2 separate regions of the Arachis hypogaea genome follow, and region 1 is linked to region 2. A link is a contact called in public Hi-C data. All regions are on one chromosome and are shown on one strand. Each heading gives the region's core, a stretch centred on a gene start, on an enhancer-like site or on the middle of the called end of the contact. The rest is flanking DNA. Distances are from core to core; before and after follow the strand shown.

Region 1 (5,349 bases), core at 2,409-4,908, 64 kb after region 2:
GATTTTAGAGTCAAATATCTATCTTTTACTCATTCTTAGGTTCAAGGATCGAATCTTAGAGACGCCACTTTTGAAGGGGATTCAAATAGATGCTCCTACAGTGATCCACACCTCACTAGTCTACGTGTGGAGCACACGGGTCAAGGAGAAAATGCGGGTCATTAACTGCCTAAACTGAGTCCGGTTCGTGATAAAATCATCTGGTTTTTAACTATTTGACTGCTATTGACCGAGTCAATTGCAAGTCTGGTCTTAATAATGAACCAAATTGGAAAGGACATCGGTTTACTGGTTTTCTAGTCGAACTGGCCGGCCGGTCTGGTTCTGATAACTATGGTTAAGTTGTTTAGACTTGCATTTTTACGAGTTTGATTTTAGAGTTAAATATCCATCTATTTAAGTCAAGTAAACATGCTAGTCCGACATATTTAGCTCATTTTGACAATCCTAATAAATTCAAGAGCTAGCTCAAATTAATCTTTATTGAATGAATTTCAAAATGATTCTAATTAATAATAAAACTTGTACGATCATATAAAAATAAATTATCATATATAATAATTTAATTATCTTATCTATTATATATTTTTCTATTATATTTTGGGTAAAATACTTAACTAAACTAAATGCACGCAAATATTACCCAAATCATCCAAATCAAGAAATAGTATGTGGATCTCCCAAAGGCATTTTGTATATAAATCGAATTAGGATAATTAGATTTACAAATTTTAGTAATAAATTGAATTAAACTAAATAGATTTATTAGGTGAGCTTTAACTACACATAAATCGAAACAGATAATATCGATTTACACATTCATATGTTTCCAAGTAAACCTAACTAGCCTAATTCTATGTATATAGGATGGAGAACTTTATATAAATCTAGCTGTCCTGTCTCGATTTACATGCCATTGATTTATTAGGGTGATTTGTCCTAATAATAATAATAATAATAACTAGTTGGTGACAAATTATCGAGGAATTTGTCCATCACAAAATGCATTTCAAGTCTTTGTGACGGATTAGCTAGTAACATTGTTCCTCGCTAATTAGCCTTTTCGCACAAAGTTTATTTAGCGACGAACTAGTGTGTGAATTATTTCTCGCTAATTGTATATCAAACACTTGCGACGGAATAGTGACAATAATATCCCTAGCTATTTTTCTTTTATTCGATTGAACTTCTAAGAGACTGATTTGCTAGAATATTGTCACTCGCTAATTATTTTGTGACAAATTAGCGAGAAAATTTTTTCCGCTCTTTTTTTAGTTATGAAACTGAATTTGCGAGAAAAAAGCTTACTCGTAAATCTCTCGCTAATCAGTCGTTTTTCTCAAGTTCGGATATTTTGTGACCGCTCATTAATTTTGTCGTTAGTGCGTCACTATTTCCTCGCAAGTTAGTGACGAATTAGTAATAAAAAATATTTCTCGCAAAAATTCGTCGCTAATTTGTCAAATTCTTGTAGTGATTTGGCCGAGCTCTTTGGGAAGAGGTCGGTGTCGACCAACCTTTATAAGAGGTCGGTCGTTTTTGTCTTCATCTAACCCAGCTCGCCTAGCTCGACCCATGGTATGAACACTAACCAACAAAGAAAATTAAGATTTGGTGTTGGGAAAAGAAAGTAGTTACCCACGGAAGTCGATCTCAACCTCCCCACACTTAAAGATTCCACCGTCCTCGGTGCATCCAGAGATGAGCAAGGTGGAATAGGGTGGGTTGCTACAACCGATGAGCTTCCTCAAAAGATTGTGCGAAGAGACTTGTTGTGTGTCCCATTTAGAAGATTTTTCTTTCCCTTCTTGGTGGCCAGCCTAAAAGGTGAGAAAAGACGGAAGATTAAGCCCAAAAATAAAGCAAATAGAATATAGGTGGGGGCTAATGTCAAATAAGAGTGGGGTTTTCAACTACATGGTAGCTACAACATGTAAGTGAGAAAGCAATATAAGAGAATGGCATAACAACGGTGCAAGAATTGTAACAATGAGTAAGAAGAAGTGGGTCATGAAAGAAAATATGAGTTAATATCAATGCACAAAGAACGCAAGTATCAGTAGAGATGAAACATTGACCTAAAAATTTCATCACCCAATAATACCAAACAAGTCACGAAGTACCAAAACAATGCAAGAAATAGTCAACAGTTGAGTAAGAAAAGTCAATACCACTGGAAAAATAGCAAACTTAGAAAAGAAAATAAGAAGAAGCACAAAGTTAAAATGCAATGAATGAAAGTATGCAAATGTAATAGACAAACAAAAATGAAAGAGGATAAAAATGAGAAGTTAAAGGAATGAAGAAGAAGAAAGGTAGAAAGAAAGAAGAAGGATTGAAGAAAGAAGAAAGAAATGGGACAAGAGAAGCAACGCGTAAGCGTCGTCCACGTGCACGCGTGGATAGTAGAATGAGGAGGTGACGCGTACGGGTCAGTCACGCGTACGAGTGAGAAGCAGAAAAGAGAAGGTGACGCGTGAGCGTCGGTCACGTGTATACGTGATATGTTTTCGTGTTGGACGCACAAAACTGGCAGCATTCACAACTCTCTAGTTTTTGTACCAGGCATGGCAGCATTAAGATACGAAGCGTGCGCATCGGTCATGCTCATGCGTGGGTGGCCAACAAATCAAATGACGCGTACGCGTCAGCGATGCGCACGCGTGGGTTGGGTTGTGCATCTAGCACCCCACCCACATGGTTCTAGCACAGCTCTTTGGTTTTTGTACCAGGGAGCAGCAACATCAAAATTTGAGCATCGACATGTACGTGTGACAGTCCCCTTTTTTTTTTAAAAAATCATAACAAAGGCAAATATGCATAATTGAAAAGTATCACACACATCTAATGAAACAAAGATAAGAGAATAAATAAAAAAAACTATAGAAAAGGAAGATCATACCATGGTGGGTTGTCTCCCACCTAGCACTTTTCTTTAACGTCCTTAAATTGGACGGTCTATGAGCTCAATCCTCTTCCTTGGCTGGGACTCTCAAGAGAAAGATCTCCAGCTCCTTATTGTTCTTCATCTTTACACCATAATAGAGTTTCAGACGGTGGCCATTGACCTTGAAGAATGTAGGGCTTGATGGATGACTCAAGTGGATAACTCCATATTGTTCAACCTTCTCCACCACATATGGTCCATCCCACCTTAACCTCAGTTTACCCGGAATTAATCTCAACCTTGAGTTATAGAGAAGGACTTGATCCCCAGCTCTAAACTCTCTTCTCTTGATGTTCTGATCATGTACTGCCTTCACCTTTTCTTTGTAGAGCCTTGAGTTTTCATAAGCTTCTAACCAAATGCACTCCAGTTCTTCCAGTTGCAATTTTCTTTCAACTTCGGCTCCTCCCAATCCTGAGTTACATTCTTTCACAGCCCAATAAGCATTGTGTTCCACCTCTACCAGAAGGTGACATGCCTTTCCGTAGACTAGCCGAAATGGACTCATGCTAATCGATGTCTTGTAAGCCGTCCGATAAGCCCATAGCGCATCTCCAAGCCTAGAGCTCCAATCCCTCCTATGGGGTTTAACTATCTTCTCGAGTATGTGCTTAATCTCTCTATTAGACACTTCGGCCTGGCCATTTGTTTGGGGAAGATAAGCCGTCGCCACCTTGTATATAATGCCATGTTTCTTCATCAAACCTGTCATTCTTTTGTTACAAAAATGAGAGCCTTGATGACTCACGATCGCTCGTGGTGATCCAAAGCGGCAAATGATGTTATTTCGCACAAAAGAGACAACCACATTAGCATCATCAATACGGGTAGAAATTTCTTTCATCCACTTAGAAACATAATCAACTGCTAACAGAATATATAAGAAACCATTCAAGTTTGGAAAGGGACCCATGAAGTCAATACCCCAAACATAAAAAATTTCATAAAACAATATGGGTTGTTAGGGCATCTCATCCCTCTTGGATATGTTTCCAAACCTTTGGCATTGGTGGAAAGAGTTACAGAAAAGATTTGCATCTTTAAAGAGTGTGGGCCACCAAAATCCGCAGTCTAAGATTTTTCTTCTAGTTCTTTGGGGGACAAAATGGCCACCACTTTCAAAAGAGTGGCACGCCTCCAAAATAGACTAGATTTCGGATTGTGGAACACACCTTCTAATTATTTGGTCGGCATCACATCTTCACAAATATGGGTCATCCCATATGTAATACTTGGACTCGCTCTTGAGCTTGTCCTTTTGATGTTTAGAAAAATGTGGAGGAAAGGTGTGACTAACCAAATAATTAGCAATGGGTGCATACCAAGGAACTAGTTCAGATATTGCTTGCAAGCTATCAAGAGAAAATGCATCATTGATAAGAGTGGAGTCACTTTTTATATGCTCTAGGCGACTCAAGTGGTCCGCCACTAAATTTTGGAAACCACTCCTATCCTTGATCTCTAAATCAAACTCTTGCAATAACAATATCCAACAGGTTAACCTTGGCTTTGATTCTTTCTTAGCTAGCAAGTACTTCAAAGCCGCATGGTCTGAATATACTACCACTTTGGTTTCAATTAAATAGGCCCAGAATTTATCCAAGGCAAAAACAATTGCTAAAAGTTCCTTTTCAGTGGTAGGTAGACTGGGCACCATCTAATGTCTTAGAAGCATAAGCTATGATATAGGGATCCTTACCTTCGCGCTGAGCAAGTGCCGCTCCTACTGCATAGTTAGATACGTCGCACATAATCTCAAATGGCCTACTCCAATCAGGCCCTCTCACAATAGGAGCTTGAGTTAAGGCAATCTTTAGCTTATCAAATGCTTCCATACAATCTTCACTCAAGTCAAACTCTACATGTTTTTGCAACAGACAGGAAAGGGGTAGTGCAACCTTGTTGAAGTCCTTGATGAAACGTCGGTAGAAACCTGTATAACCAAGAAAAGAACGGACTTTCCTCACAGAAGAGGGGTAAGGTAAACCAGAAATAACATCAACCTTGGCAGGATCAACAGATATACCAGTATTAGAGACAACATGACCTAGAACAATATCTTGCTTTACCATAAGATGACATTTTTCAAAGTTAAGCACAAGGTTTGAATTAGCACAACGTTCTAATACTCTAGCAAACTTATCCAAACAAAGATCAAAAGAATCACCATAAATACTTCCACACAGTGCTCAAGAAGATCCGAAAAGATGCTCATCATGCACCTTTGAAACGTAGCCAGTGCATTACATAAACCAAAAGACATTCTTTTGTATGCATACGTTCTAAAAGAGCATGTGAAAGTGGTTTTCTCTTGGTCTTCCGGAGCAATATAGATTTGAAGATAACCAGTATAAACATCTAAAAAGCAATAATGTGATTTTCCGGACATGCGATCAAGCATT
Region 2 (5,987 bases), core at 2,734-5,233:
CTTGAAGAAGACACCTCAAAATATGGTACATATGAGAAAGGTGGTATTGTCACACAGGTCAAACAACCAAAGGTATTGAATTTTAAACCACTAAGGGAAGCGCTCCGTGATCCTGGTGAATTTCTTCTGAGTGACTTTTCCAAGTTTGATCGCCCGCCGCTCCTGCATTTGGCATTCCAGGCCTTGGATAAGTTTGTCTCTGATGTAGGTCGCTTTCCTGTCGCTGGTTCAGAGGATGATGCTCAGAAACTTGTATCTATTGCTAGTGATATTAATGGTAGCTTAGGTGATGGACGGTTGAACGATGTCAATCCAAAACTTCTGCGGCAATTTGCCTTTGGTGCTAGGGCAGTGTTGAACCCAATGGCTGCAATGTTTGGTGGAATTGTGGGACAAGAGGTTGTGAAGGCATGCTCTGGAAAATTTCATCCACTTTATCAGGTAAATATTTTTTCTTTGTCGTTAATACTTTTTCTTTGGATGCGGCCCTTCCCCGAATCCTGCATTGACGTGGGATGCTTGCTCACTCCAGTTTGTTAGTTGGTTGGTCTGTGTCAAGTTTACTGTTTCAGTTAATATCCTATTGTTCTTGGACCCTCCTATTTCTTTAATAACTACATAGGCATAATTCAGGATTTGGATCAAGCAATCTGTGTCTGATAATGAACCTAAAAGAAAAACAACTCTATGGTCCTACTGATTGTTTTATGTGATTTTAATGAATGTTCCTCCTATGCAGTTTTTCTACTTCGACTCAGTCGAATCACTTCCTACAGAACAACTGGATCCCAATGATTTTAGACCAATAAACAGTCGTTATGATGCCCAGATTTCAGTATTTGGACAAAAGCTACAGAAGAAGTTAGAGGATGCTAAAGTGTTTGTTGTTGGATCTGGTGCATTGGGATGTGAATTTTTGAAAAACCTTGCCCTTATGGGAGTTTCTTGTGGAAGTCAAGGAAAGCTGACAGTTACTGATGATGATGTCATAGAGAAGAGTAACCTAAGCAGGCAGTTCCTCTTCCGTGATTGGAATATTGGCCAGGCTAAGTCTACAGTTGCTGCTTCATCTGCTGCATCAATAAATCCACGTCTGAATATTGAAGCTCTACAAAATCGAGTTGGTCCTGAAACTGAAAATGTGTTCCATGATACTTTTTGGGAGAACTTGAGTGTTGTGATTAATGCATTAGACAACGTGAATGCTAGATTGTATGTCGATCAGAGGTGCTTGTATTTCCAGAAGCCTCTTCTTGAGTCTGGAACTCTTGGAGCCAAATGCAATACACAGATGGTCATTCCCCACCTAACAGAAAACTATGGCGCTTCAAGAGATCCGCCCGAGAAACAGGCACCAATGTGTACTGTACACTCATTTCCACACAACATTGACCACTGCTTGACATGGGCTCGATCAGAATTTGAGGGTTTGCTTGAGAAAACACCTGCCGAGGTAAATGCATATTTGTCTAATCCAAGTGAATATACCAATGCAATGAGGAATGCTGGTGATGCTCAAGCAAGGGACAACTTGGAGCGTGTTCTTGAGTGCTTGGACAAAGAGAAGTGTGACACTTTTGAAGATTGTATTACTTGGGCCAGACTAAAGTATGTTTTCCTTGATAATATAGAATAGTATATGCTTTTCTGTTACTTGTAGCAATGTTTTATTGGGAACATATGGTATTTTTCTTAATCTCGTATATTAAGACATGGTTTCTTTTTCCCAGGTTTGAAGATTATTTTGCTAACCGAGTGAAGCAGTTAATTTATACTTTCCCTGAAGATGCTTCAACCAGTACTGGAGCTCCTTTCTGGTCTGCACCTAAACGATTCCCTCATCCACTTCAGTTCTCATCCTCTGATATTGGTCATCTTCAGTTTGTAATGGCAGCTTCCATACTTAGAGCAGAAACATTTGGTATACCAATCCCAGACTTTGTGAAGAACCCTAAAAAATTGGCTGAAGCTGTTGATAGTGTGATAGTACCTGACTTCGAGCCCAAGAAAGATGCAAAAATAGTGACAGACGAGAAGGCCACTACTCTTTCCACTGCTTCTATAGATGATGCAGCTGTTATCAATGATCTAATCACCAAGCTAGAAAGGTGCCGGGCAAATCTATCATCAGACTTCAGGATGAGGCCAATTCAGTTTGAAAAGGTATTTTTTTTTTTGTCATTTTGGTTTTTGATTTGACTGGGTTTTTTTCCCCATGATTCTGGATATAGCTTTCCCTTTTCTCTTGTATTTTGTGGTCTGAATTAAGTTTTTGGATTCATGGAGGTTGAGTTTGTATGTGTATTTGCTGGGAATAGGATGTTTTGGTTCATGAATACATGAGATCTTCCTTCTTTTTTCTTTTTGGTTTTTTAAATTTCAATCGATTTTCAACTCTTTTTTTTTTTAATATAAAGAAAGATTTACATTTTTACTGCAAAATTGTAGGATGATGATACAAACTACCATATGGACATGATTGCTGGCCTAGCAAACATGAGGGCACGGAATTACAGCATTCCTGAGGTTGACAAACTTAAGGCTAAGTTTATTGCTGGACGAATCATTCCAGCAATTGCAACCTCAACTGCCATGGCCACTGGTCTTGTGTGCCTGGAGCTGTACAAAGTCTTGGATGGAGGACACAAAGTTGAGGACTACCGAAACACATTTGCCAACTTAGCTCTGCCCCTCTTTTCCATGGCTGAACCAGTTCCTCCAAAGGTCATCAAGCATCAAGATATGAGTTGGACAGTTTGGGACAGGTGGATATTGAAAGACAATCCTACTCTCAGAGAGCTCCTTGACTGGCTGAAGGCAAAAGGCTTGAATGCTTATAGCATTTCGTGTGGTAGCTGTCTGCTCTATAATAGCATGTTCCCTAGGCACAAAGATCGAATGGACAAGAGAATGGTGGATCTCGCAGAGGAAGTGGCCAAGGTGGAGATCCCTTCATACCGTCGTCACTTGGATGTTGTCGTGGCCTGCGAGGATGACGATGATAATGACATTGACATCCCTCAGATATCTATTTATTTCCGTTAGGCTCTTTTCATCCATCAGGTGTCTCAGACTTGACTTCGGTTAGAAGGGAAAAAAAAGGACAGAATGCTTGACTCTGCTGTTCCATATTCATAATGGCTACATGCATGTTGACATTGTTCTCCATAGAACAGTTCATATATGAATTGATAAGGAACGAACTTTCTTTGTACGTCATTTTGTTTGGTGTTTCTTGATTTTTTGTGCCTTTTGTTTCTTGAGATGGTGATATGATGGCATGCCATGACTTTATCTTGTGCAACTCATCCCTTTTATCATGTTTGCCATACATCTAGCATCTAGGCTTACAGGTTTTTAATGGCAGAAACGTGCTTAATCACGTTGGTTATGGCATAAGTAATTGCAGAAAGATTCTCCATTTTATCAGCACTATCGATGAAAACAAATGGACTTTGCCTGTTGAATTCGAACAAGATCTGGAATCCTCGAATTGATTAATATCCCTATGGCAATCTTTTGATCCAAGTCCTCTTTGCCCGTAAAACTAGCTCATATCCTTGCAAATATTACATCATAGTTCCTGTTTTCTTTACCTTTTATCAGAGGACTCGAGGTGTTCTTGGCACCGGTTGGAAGCACAAATGCTTGTAGAATTCTCTAATCAGGAAATGAGTCATGCTATTCTTACCCATTGGAACTGGTTTAGGGACTTAGGTCCCTTTGGCTATGTTTGGAGTGGAATGGAGACCAAAGAAAATTTTATGGGCTTCTATTCTTTGAATTAAAAAAGTTGATTGAATTGAAAGGTTTTTAAAGGAAATGATTCCTTGACCCAAAAAAAAAAAAAGGAATTGATTCCTTCTAATTTGATGAATCAACTATTTTTCCTAATTTGATGAATCAATTATTTATCCCGTGTGGTGGAAAAAGACTTGGCAGAGCACCATTGGAGCTCAATACCAAGTCTAGATGACTAGATCAACAAATTATTGGAAAAGACTTCGACATGAATTGCTACATCCAATTTATCAAATGGGGAAGGGCTTGGAACTTAGTTTATTGAATTTCTTATTGATGTCCTTGTTCAATGTACTTTCTTTGTTTCCAATTAATTATTATTTTGTGGACCGCGGGGTTAGAGTAGGAGGATTTCTACTTTTGGCTTGTTTGAACGAGTTTTTTTTCTTTTTTTAATTATTTAAGTGACATATATCTTTTTTTTTTTATATAAGTGATCTATCCTTTATTTTTTTACATATTGGTATAATTCTGGTGTAATACTCAATTGTTAGATTTTATGGTGTTTTTTAAAATTGTAGGAGTAAGATAACGCATACAAGGGACGTATTATCAATACAAGGGAAGTGTATTGCATTGAGTATTACACCAGAATTTTTTTAATATACAAAAAAATTAACCGTGACATATATCTTTGAAAAAATAATAATAATAATTTGATGTTTAGATATTTTATTTAAAAATATCTTTTTGTTTATTAATTATGTTATGGTATAATAATATAAAAATATTTTGTTTATTTATTATGTTAAAATATTTTTTTTTCTAAAATAGAAAAGGTCTTGTTTAGAAAGATGAATATATATATTTTTTCTCAAAAATGATTTTTATTTTTTAATTATTTTACATAAAATAATTTAGCAAACATACTAGAAAAGATATTTTTTTTTGACAATTTAATGACATTCAAATATACACTTTAACCATAAACATTATTTTTAATGCATATTATTTTCAAGTATACAAGTTGTTGTTATTATTATTATTATTATTATTAACGACTTATATCTAAAGAAAGGTTAATCCTAATTTATAAGAATTCGTTCCAAACAAATGAAGAAAACGAACTCCTCCCCAATATGAATCGCATATTGTTGGACAGTTGGATTCGACACGACAAGTCCATAGTGTGATCCCATTTTTTATGATGGTGATAGGGGTTGGCCCCCTATTATGTATTTTTCTTCATAACCGTGTCTCACGTTTTTTCCAAATAATGTTAAGTGACCTATACCACCACAACGTTCATCGATTTCCTACTCCTAGCTAGTATCTTAATATTTCTCTAGATTTTTTACTAAATTCTTACATTGATTTTGGCTGAGGTTATGTGATATTACAAAAATTATAAGTGATGGCTGCAGTGGCGGAACTTAAAACAAAATTTTGGGAGGGTCAAATAGAAAATAATTGTCAAAATATTTTTGATATGGACCCATTTAAGATAATTTCGTCTAATCTCATCTCTCTTGTTTTGGTGATATTGCCAAATTTAAAACCGTTTTTCAAGATCTCATTCCAAAAAGTTAAGGTTAAAGTCATTAGATGTAATTTTTTGAACTTTTAAAGGTTATATCTCACTTTCTTCATTATTCATTAAAGTAGAAGAACTATCTACAAGTGTTGATATTGTAAAAGTTATATGTTCTCCTTCTTAAATATTAGTCTTCCTCTTAAAAAATGTATCAATTCTTTGATTTTTCATTATTATTTTATATAAAAATTTGAATATATATCCTGTAAAATATGTACAGAAGAAGTTAGAAGGATAAATATTAAAATTTATAATATTTATTAAATTTTTTTATTAATTTATACAAATACAATAATATTAATACTTATTGAATATTATATTATTTTTTATCATATAAAAAATTAAATTAAATAAATAGTAAAATATAAAATAATATTAAATTAAATAAATAAAAAATATCTAATTTTTATATTTAAACTTAAAGATAGAGAGTGTTGTTTATTGAACTTATTAGATGCTTTAAGTCATAGTAAAGTATTTAAGTCAATTGAACTATTTTTTATCTTTTGAAAAAGTACTACTAAGTTTTTTATAAAAAGTTTGAGGGGCCATGGCCCCTTAAACTAAGCTCTGCCACTGGATGGCTGGAATCCCATAAATGACTTTTTACACCTACAATCCCAGCAAATAAGGATTTTATCAGAAGCCAGCC

What was found. A called contact is a pair of places that touch in the nucleus more often than the background predicts.
Region 1: a Hi-C map of leaf shows a contact between it and region 2, with 1.7 times the contacts expected there. The contact joins the promoter of LOC140180539 here to the enhancer-like site in region 2. A contact is called at or near these places in 3 of 8 Hi-C or Micro-C datasets (leaf and an unstated tissue).

Annotation. Positions count from the first base shown.
Region 1 is chr17:25,929,398-25,934,746 of arahy.Tifrunner.gnm2.J5K5, forward strand. It overlaps LOC140180539, which reads right to left and starts at 3,659. Exons shown (of 1, transcript XM_072221762.1): 1 at 2,967-3,659. The coding sequence starts at 3,659. The coding sequence ends at 2,967.
Region 2 is chr17:25,865,543-25,871,529 of arahy.Tifrunner.gnm2.J5K5, forward strand. It overlaps LOC112766797 (ubiquitin-activating enzyme E1 2), which reads left to right. Exons shown (of 7, transcript XM_025812695.3): 4 at 1-441; 5 at 740-1,608; 6 at 1,731-2,163; 7 at 2,449-3,304. The coding sequence ends at 3,045. Among protein-coding and RNA genes, the nearest start is that of LOC112766797, 8.0 kb to the left of the region's middle. Within about 2 kb of position 3,984, at least 2 of the 3 cell types and tissues checked have open chromatin away from gene starts, as enhancers often do.